Linked DNA regions of Callithrix jacchus: region 2 is linked to region 1. Evidence: chromatin contacts called from public Hi-C data. All regions are on one chromosome and are shown on one strand. Each heading gives the region's core, a stretch centred on a gene start, on an enhancer-like site or on the middle of the called end of the contact. The rest is flanking DNA. Distances are from core to core; before and after follow the strand shown.

Region 1 (5,169 bases), core at 883-3,382:
GTTTTACATGGATATACCACCATGCAAATAAAACCAAGCATCTTGAGGAAAAGAGCTGTAATTCACTGTTCTTTTAAAATAAATGGATGTCAACTCCACAGCCAGTGGTAAAAAATGATTTGATGGATGGATGGATGGATGGATGGATGGATGGATGGAAGGAAGGAATAATAGACAAATGGATGGATAAAGATGGCCAGCCCACGGCGCCTATGACAGTACCCATCATATTTTTTAACCCACAGGGTCTTTTTCATTACAAAGATGTACCTTTAGCCAGAAAACTCAACATATTAAGGAAATCTCCAGTTAATTCAAAACCTCCTTCTTCCTCCCTAAGTGTATATTTAGGGAGCACAAAGAAAAAAGTTTTAAAAGGTCACTTATAAACATGGTTTGTCTCCAATATAAGAAAATGTGTATTAGTACAAGCCTCATAACTTACATATCTAAATAAGTGATGTTTGTGAAATGTATCAACCAAGAACTAATCTAATACTACTAGTACACAAAAATTTTTTGCAATTTCTCATTGGTAATTTCCTTTAGAGTCTGTTTTGAAAGCAATAAAAGAAAATATGTTTTACTACTTTACATTTTATTTATTATATTTAATATATTTCAGTCTATTAGTTTGACTACCCATCTTACTCATCACACTCGGCTCTAAATGACAGTTGACTGTTTCAAAATTCAAAACAGCCTACAAAAGAAAGACCTGCCACCACAGAAAACTGACAAAAGAACTTACCAAGAAAGAAGTATGCATTAAATGGGTATATATCTTCTACGACCATTTTGAGAGAAACAACATTCATTTGGATACACTACTGCTGACATTTAAAAAGAAAGAAACTCGGGCATCATATTTTTAAGTCACTGAATTTTATAACTGCAACTATTCCCATATAGTTTTCATTTGTTATACATATCAATGTTCTCTGTCTTAAGTCTTCCTTTCATAAAACTGTAAAGACTCTGTAGTCTTCTTGGAAGACTTGGCAGGCTTTGAAACTTCAACGCATTGACGTTACTCCTGCTACTTCACATAAACCTTCACTTTAAGTTCAGTGTGTCTGCCACCATATTGCTCAATTCTTCTACTATTCCAAATGCTCTGAAGCAGCTTCCAAGAAATCCTTGTTTGGATCAGCAAAAACAATTTGATGTCATCAGCAGATTTCACCATTTCCTTCTGGAGTCATTAAAACACTAAACAAGCACGATCTTGGTATCAATCCTTGGGTTTCCTATCATTAACTTCTCTCCAGCTGAAGTCAAGCTATTCTCTCTACATTGTGATTTCCAAAATAGGACCAGGATGTGTTTATGTGCTAGAAGTGTACACATTGATGGATTTTTATAATGAAAGTTGCAGAATGCATTATGAAAGTAAAAGGGGGAAAATCCCAAAAGCCAGAGAAATCAGCAAAGAGAAGCAGCTCCTAGTTGAGTTGTCTCATCCAAGCATACTGCCTCGTATTTAACTGATTCTTAAACCTCGACAGGATTTTAACCTTTCCCCACCAATTACTTATTTCTGTTATAATTATACGAGAGACTTTATTAAACACATTTGAAAATTCTCTGTGAATTATAACCAGCAGGTCTAACTACTTTATTCACTTTTCCTCTCTTTACTACATTTAAAGAGAGAAAAGCAAAGAGTCCCTACCCAGAAAGTAAAAAAGCAAACAGTTTTCTACCCAAACTGGTCTGTACTCTGAACAAGAGAAATCACTCTTTCTTTTATTGAAGTGCAAATCTGTTTGAAGCGTTCATTCTGCTTTCCCAGCCTGCTCTCTGCAGCTGCATAAAAGATGAGACTTGGGAATAAAAGAAAACTAGGCTGGGGCCAAAAAGCAATACTGTCCATATGCAAACTCACTCAAAGAGCAGTAGTTTCTGTACATCCCTTCCCACTGCTTCCATTCTAGCAGACCCCTAGCCAAAAGGAGGAGTGACTGTGCTATATCTGTATGTCCAATCCTGTTCAAAACAACTTCTTATATGAAATCAGGGGAAGGATAAGTTTACTAAACCCCCAGTTCTGACAGAGAGCATGAGGCATTCTCAGGGTCAACTTTTAGCTCTAAGCTGGCTGGAATTAGGCAAGTTTAAGAGAGCAATAGGGAGAGTCTAACAGGTCTCTTACAATGCTTGTGACAGAGGCATAGCAGCAGGGAGTAGAAATCACTTTACCTATCTTACCCCATGCAAAATTAAGGCAAAATCTTCCTCCATGCCAAATCTGCAACAGACTTTCAGAATGTCTAGAAACCCATTAGCCTACATGCAAGGGTATCAGGTAACCTTATAATCCCAGCATTCTCCTCAGGCCAGCAGTGAACCACACACAATTGAAAAAGTTCACCACCTCAAAAAAGAACTCTGCTGGGATCAGAAGGGTATTCTCAAGGGTTTTGAATTAGATGTCATTATAACTCCATGTTATTTTTAATACCCTTCTTCGGATTTTGCTCCACACAGAATTCCCAAGTTACAGAAGGACCATGAACAATGTCCAGATGTATAAAATGCAAAAATACTTCCCTCCTACTTGTGGATTCCAAGATAAACACCACAAGAAGCACATGTGACTAAACTTAGAGCTCATTCCAAATTAAATACTGCATCATGTGCACAGTTTAGGGCTTAAAAAACAAAACCCCACAAATATTCTGCACGGTTCATAAGCCAGGCTTGGGCAAGCACATGACCACGTTATAAGAAGGAACCATGAATTGAAGAGTAGGGGTAAAGGGTGAGAAAAGTCTTAGTCAAAACCTTTCCCAGAAAATTGGTGCTGTTTTCAGTGAACATTTGTATAATGTGGGACACAGATGAAAGAGGAAACTATTTTTCTGTGCTTTTTTTTTTCCCTACTGACATCCTTATTTCTAAAACTGTCCACCAAATTGGGAAACTCTGCAAAGATTTCAAAATTCCGAGCCAAAGCCAAGCACAAACATCATTAAATACAGATACAAACACACACACTGAGGTAATGAGAACTTATATCTCTGACTGAGCAGACCAGACAGAATCTTCTGATATATAAGCTGAGTTCTGGACAGAGTACATGGAACCTTATGGGACAGACCAGGAGAGTCAGGCAATGTGAAAAGACCTCTCCACTAGTGTTACTGTGTTTCGAAAAAAAAGTAAAAAATAGATGGATAAAGTAAAAAGACAGCTAAGAGATAGTATAGCTAACCGGGTAAGTTCAGTTTTTCTCCCACAACTTAACCTAAGCAAAAGCTTTCAAGAAATTCAGACTGGGAAATGTTTAGTTACGGAAATATCTTTTTAAAAAAAAAACTACATAACATTTGACAGATGCACATATATGTAAAATATATGTAATGTTTGACAGATGTAACACTTGACAGATGCATATATATTTTACATATATATATTTTACTACATTTAAATAGAGAAAAGCTTTGTCAAATGTTACATAGTTTTATATATATAACTTTTGTTTTATGTTAGTTATATACATAAAACTATTGTTTTATATATATAGTTACATAGTTTTATATATATAACTTTTGTTTCATATATGTATAATGTGGGTTATGAAGCATAATTAAAGAATATATACCTAATGAACCCAGCACTGAATTTATGAATTAGAATATTTCCAATCTCCTATGGACTAAATGTTTGTGTCCTCCCAAAATTAATGTATTAAAACCCTAATCCCCAATGTAATGGTATTTAGACATAGGGCCTTTAGGTAGGTCATTAAGGTTAGATTAAATCTTGAAGTTGGAGTCTCTATGATGGGAACAGCCATGTGAGGACATAACCAGGAAGAGGCCACCCAACCGTGCTTCCACCCTGATCTCAGACTTCCAGCCTTCAGAACTGTGAGAAATAAATGTTGGTTATTTGAGCTACCTAATCTATATGGTAATTTGCTATAGCAGCCCAAGCTAACTAAAACACAATCCCAGCGAAGCTGCACATGGGCCTCTACCAAAAACCATCTTCCTGCCTCCATGCAATGATCATCACTATTCTGAATTGTGCATTTTTTTCATTCTTGTCTTTTTTTTTAAATAAAGTTCTTACCCTAACTGTTGGAGTTTTCTTTCTTTAAAGGAATTAGGTATTTCACTTACTACTGTCAATTTTATATACACTATCTAGCTTTGCAAGAATCTATATAAAAGCATGCACAATTTGGCTTCCTCCTTTTTAAGGCTAACATCCTAGAGTAAGATGACATATAATATATATTGGGTACATACATGTATTTAAAATGAATTTGGTATTCCCTTTTTTGCTCCTGTTTGTGTGTGTTTCCACATTAGAGGAGGGAAAATAGTAAAGCCTTTATCTAATATATCAGAAAAAAGTATCCACCTGTATGTCTGTCTTCCTCCCATTTTAAGTAATTCAAGATATGAAATTATCTCTTACTTGCTCTAATTTCCTAGTACCTAACAAAGTGCTAAATGTCAAATAATTATTTTTCAATTAATCTCTCAAATTAAAGCCCAGATGCACACAGTCAGAGCTGGTCAACAACAACAAATATTGTTCTTTTGATCAGTGTTTTTCTTACATAACAGATCTCTTCATTTCTCAAGCCTAAGTTTACCAATTATCTTCCTAGATGGCAAATCATATAAGTCACTAAAATCACTTCCTCACCCACTAAATAAAAATCTTAGGTGGCAATGAAATTGTCAAGTGAGACCATTTTCTCGAGAGTCATACAGTGCTAAGGAGTCCATCTGGGCAAGCACACTATCACACACACAAGTTTAATTTAATAGTATTTGAGCTATTCTCAACCACAGATGCCAATATGACATGGAGACATCAACTGTTTTCTGCTGAAGAACAGCATCATCTACAAAGCAAACTATACACAAAATGACTGAGAAGTTCCTGCTATTTGACAGCAAGGAGTTTCACAACCACCTTAACGTTATCTTTATGTTATGTACTGAACACAATTCTCCTGGGTGCTATGTTCTAAAGGATAGGCCTACGCCCTCAATTATGTCACCATTATGCAATATGCTCATGATTACAAATTTGTCCATCAACTTGAAGGAGCAAAACTGACAGTTACTGTCACTTCAGAATCGAAATTAAGTTGTGTGGCCTCCATGAAAAGTATTATTTGTTAGAAAACTTTCCTGACTCATC
Region 2 (5,169 bases), core at 1,949-4,448, 190 kb before region 1:
AACAACGTAGTCCTGATTCCTTTTAACAAAACAGTCTGGATCCCTTTATGCTGAATATAACTTCTGCTTATATTCAAACTGAGTACATATAATTTCACATTGAAGCTGTTCATCACATAGTTCAGTAAGTTTCAGAAAAACACTAAACATCCCAAGTTTCTAAAAATGTGAAATAATATTCTACACAGATTATATATTCTAGATTTATCTAATAGTGTTTAGCCAGATGAAAGGCAGGGGCCAAACCCAAGGACTCTCCAAATGTCTTCTTTGGGTGAGTTCAACTTGTACAAAAGTTCTTGGAAAAGATGCAGATGCACTGCAACTAAGTAGAGAGGAAAGCCGTAAAGCAAAGGGAAATGTCTTCACTGATGAAAAATCTCCACTGATGAAAAATATCAATGTAATTTTTACGGGAATTCTTTTATATAGTGTTCTGCACACCGTAATTCATGGGGCTTTTGTTTATTCATATAAAGGATAAATATTTGGGTGTTTAAAGCTTCTATAAAATATTAAAGATAGTTAAAAAAGGGAAATGTATGAATCACAGTCATGATATAAATAACTTTCAGTAATTCATTTCCAGACAATTCACACATTAATACTGACTTCAAGATCACACATTAACACTGACTTCAAGAAAATACTACTGAATATGAGATGCTCAGAATACCCAATTATAAAATATCTATTTTAAATGATTAAAAAAAAAATTTTTGGTTTTTTTGAGACGGAGTTTCGCTGTTGTTACCCAGACTGGAGTGCAATGGCATGATCTCGGCTCAACGCAACCTCCCCCTTCTGGGTTCGAGTAATTCTGCCTCAGCATCCCAAGTAGCTGGGACTACAGGCACACACCACCATGCCCAGCTAATTTTTGTATTTTTAGTAGAGACGGGGTTTCACCTTGTTGACCAGGATGTTCTAGATCTCTTGACCTCGTGATCCACCCGCCTCGGCCTCCCAAAGTGCTGGGATTATAGGCATGAGCCACCGCACCCGGCCTTTAAATGATTATTTACACATATCACATTTTTCTGTGAATGGCAGATTTTTGTAATAACTTGTTAAACATAATATATGTAACAGGTACTTTATATAGGTTATATGATTTAATACCCACAATAACCCTAAAGTATTCTTGTTACTTGTGCCATATTACAGAGGAGAAAACAAGTCCCCAAAAGCTTTGGTTCCTTGCCTAATTTACCCTGCCAGTAGGTGGCAGAACAAGATATTCAAATCCGGAACTGTCCAGCTTCAAAGCCTGTACCCTTTCCAATAGGATACACTCTCTGATGGAGTTCTCACTGGTGATTTGGAAAATTACTATGGAGCACAGGTGTTATAACAGAAAATGACTAGACAATAGATCAGAAGGCTTGTGAGCCTCGCTGTGGCATGTGTGTAACTTTGGTCTAATCATGTTCCTGGCCAGGCACGGTGGCTCATGCCCGTAATCCCAGGACTTTGGGAGTCCCAGGCAGGCTGATCATGAGGTCAGGAGTTCCAGTTCAGACTGGCCAACATGGTGAAACCCTGTCTCTACTAAAAAATACAAAAATTAGCTGGGCATAGTGGCTGGCGCCTGTAATCCCAGCTACTTGGGAGGCTGAGGTAGGAGAATTGCTCCAACCGGGACCCGGGAGGCAGAGGTTGCAGTGAGCTGAGATCACGCCACTTCACTCCAGCATGGGCTACAGAGCGAGACTCCATCTCAAAAAAATAAATCATGTTCCTTCTGTAGGCTTTTTCTTATCTATTAATACAAAACAGGGAGTTTGAACAGTTAATATTGAATGGCTCGTCCAGCTCTAACGTTTTACCATAATGATTCTATGAATTGTAGACCATGCAAAATCATGTAATAAGAAAATGAGTAACAAAATGTTTAACTGCATATTTGAAATAATAAAGCCAAACAGGTCAAAGACTCAGGACATTATACAGGCAGAAATGGAAAAAGAAAATGGCTTTGTAGTGCTATAGTCCCAAAATGAATAAAAAAGACTTTATATAGTATAAAGTTAAATAAGATCCTATCAAAAAAGATTTTTATCAAATTCACCTGTTTGAATTTAAAATCAATTAACATTTTAATTATTTTAAATAAAACACAAAATACAGACATGAGAAAACATAGACAAACCCCAACACAAATATGCTTTGAGGTTGTTTTTTTTTTTCTTTTTGTACTAGCTTCTGAAGATGATATGGAGTTCCTTTTAAATAAACAGAAATGTGGGTTGGCATTGTCAGGTATAGGGCAAGACAGTTGATGAAGTTTCCAGAAAGAGAAGCAGAGAACAACTCATTGTATCTCAAAAAAGCTCTACTGGTCGACAAAAGACAATGCTCCACTACAAAACACAATGACTGTGGGAGATTTTCATCTTGTTTTGCTTTCAGTACGCAGGCTACAAAGTCAGTCTGTGCAGAGTGCAATCATTTAAAACCTTCATAGTACATGGCGCTTTCCTATATTCAGCCAAGATTCTTCAATCAGGCTTCCTGAGATTCTTCCTTGGTTTTCTACAATGATGAGAACCAAGTGCCTCTTTGCTCAGCTACCATCACTAAGAGCCAACATGGAGACAAGCTCTGGGGGGAAACAACACAGGCCAGAGGTGAAAGTACACCAAAAACTAGTTTCTCCAACAGCTGGGGCTAGACAGACAGCAAATGGCCAAGAGCTCTCTGAGCCTTAGGAGGCCAGTGGTTTGGGATGAACTGTCAAAACTGAGAAAGGGTCAAGTTTCTAGGCTTGTGAAAAAGAACAGAGGCTCTGGTTATACATCTTAAGTTTTCTCATTAGATAAATATGTTTTATGTGGGGGGGTGGCGGGAAAGACAAAGAGCAGCCTGGCAAAACAACCTTAGACAACCAAATCTTCCACAGGATTTTCACAGACAGAAAGGCTGAGTAATGTAGAGGAGAAAAAAAAATCCCCGAACATGAAGGGAGGGAGGAAAAATTAAAGCCATCACTTCTAACATTTGCCAAGGAAGGAGAGTGAGAACACTGTTCAGACAGTCCATAAACCAGGTATAAGTGACTTTTGGTTCTGATAGAGTCCACACACACTTACAATACCCTTCCACCAATGCCAACCACCCTGTGCTTCCTCTGAAGGTTGCAGCTGCTTTTCAAAGCCCCCAGAAAGCAACAGGCAGAATACAGTGACAGCTGGAAGGAAGGAGATTAGGCAAGGACTTGGCTTAAATAGAAGTGTAGCCAAAAGGCACACATATAAAGAGAGAGAGACAATTATCCTGTGTGGTTTGTGTGTGTGGTGTGGGGGAAACTCAAAATAAGAACTAGCCAAAGTTCTGGTCTTGACAGCCTGAAGGGTTTGGCAAGCACAGCCTTTCTCATGGCAGGCGGGCCAGGAAATGAAGCTTTCAGCTGTCTATTTCAATGTTTTGCTCACTGTCACCATTTTCATGTTCGGCCGCTGGACTGTTTGTATTTTCTTCTTCTTTGGGGATTAGCACATAAGTGTGGACAAAGTCCATTTTGGTCATTCAGGACTCTGCCATGTACCATTTCCTTCCACACCATTATCTGTCAACTAGGGACTTAAAGAACAAGAAATCCTGACAGAGAACTAAACAAACTATGATATTAGATTATCTGTAAAAGACCTTTGAGATATCTTACTCGGCCTTATTTTACAGATGGGGACACTAATAGCAGCTAAGAGAAGATGACATGCTAAAATCACACTAAAACTTAGAGAGTGGCAAAGTTGGGACAAATACCTGGCTCTCTCATCCTCATCCAGCCAGTAACCTGTCCACAAAAATCACAGTGTTCCTTTAGGACTCCATCTCAGACAGCATAATCATTTTCCCCCAACCCCTTTTTTAGTGGAGACTTGATAAAAACTGTGATGTGTTCTGACTCTCTGATCAATAATTTGCATGTAAGTTTGGTAAATAATCATCCAAACTTTGTGGTCTCCAAAAAGAGAAACAAATGTGGAAGCATACAACTAACAGCACTCAGAGAAAAGACCCAAACTAAAACCAAGTAAAATACATGACATAAAAACTAGCTTCATAACACTTAGATTCCTACTTTTACTTATTATACATAATTATCACTATTATTAAATCATTATGATAATGCAGCTACCCAAATAAACTATGGCCTCTGTTTATCCTGTTATGTTGATCTACAAAACAGCAAGTCAATTTTAGACCTTGGAGATGTCTTTTAAATTAAACTAAGCATGTATTTAAAATATTGTATTTCTAACTCCAGGAACAAATTTAAATATAGAAGATAATATTTTCATTTGAAAGAAAGACGAACATGCAGAATGAAAAGTTACTTTCAACCAAATTAAACCTATATTATAGAAATCATTTCACAATTTTTTTGCCAATGGAAATAATTTCTGATGTTGACAGAAATCACATATTCAGAAATACATAATCCTTAAAAGGCTTAAAAGAGTCTAACTCTGAAAAGAAGTTTGAGAGTGGAGGGGTAGGTATATATAAACCAATCTGCATGTAAGGTCATAACAGAGCAATCTATATTCTTTCCTCAAACTGTGGTTTCTTGTACTCCAAAAAAATTTTTTCTTCTGGTACTATAGAAATCATGCTACATGACATGTTTTTAAACCACTTCATTAACTAGTTAAAAGTTAAATTAACTAATGTTTCCTTATTGATATTCATTTCAATTTAACAGATAGTCTTTAATAGTTTTACCAAGCATCATATAATTCTGGGAATAAGGAGATGAAAGGATGCTTCTGACATAAAAGTACTCAAAATTAACTGGGGGAACCAACATATGAATAGAACGACCCTGAGTTGTAAGTCTTGTGATAAAAGATGCTTTGAAAGCACATGGGAGGGGCCACAGGCCAGCACGGGAAGGTCTAGGAAGGCCAAATGAAGAAAGCGACACCTGGCCGGGCACGGTGGCTCAAGCCTGTAATCACAGCACTCTGGGAGGCCGAGGTGGGCGGATCACGAGGTCGAGAGATCAAGACCATCCTGGTCAACATGGTGAAACCCCGTCTCCAATAAAAATACAAAAAATTAGCTGGGCATGCTGGCACATGCCTGTAGTCCCAGCTACTCAGGAGGCTGAGGCAGGAGAATTGCCTGAACCCAGGAGGCGGAGGTTGCGGTGAGCCGAGATCA

The links. A called contact is a pair of places that touch in the nucleus more often than the background predicts.
Region 2: a Hi-C map of skeletal muscle shows a contact between it and region 1, with 6 times the contacts expected there. The contact joins two enhancer-like sites. A contact is called at or near these places in 2 of 3 Hi-C or Micro-C datasets (both in skeletal muscle).

The regions. Positions count from the first base shown.
Region 1 is chr8:102,942,999-102,948,167 of calJac240_pri, reverse strand. The region is part of intron 6 of RAD51B (RAD51 paralog B); the gene reads right to left. It also overlaps the pseudogene LOC103795813. Among named protein-coding and RNA genes, the nearest start is that of RAD51B, 110 kb to the right of the region's middle. Within about 2 kb of position 2,132, at least 8 of the 16 cell types and tissues checked have an H3K27ac peak or open chromatin away from gene starts, as enhancers often do. A contact at or near this core is called in skeletal muscle, where this site is marked.
Region 2 is chr8:103,138,985-103,144,153 of calJac240_pri, reverse strand. All of the region lies in intron 6 of RAD51B (RAD51 paralog B), which reads right to left. Among named protein-coding and RNA genes, the nearest start is that of RAD51B, 310 kb to the right of the region's middle. Within about 2 kb of position 3,198, at least 6 of the 16 cell types and tissues checked have an H3K27ac peak or open chromatin away from gene starts, as enhancers often do. A contact at or near this core is called in skeletal muscle, where this site is marked.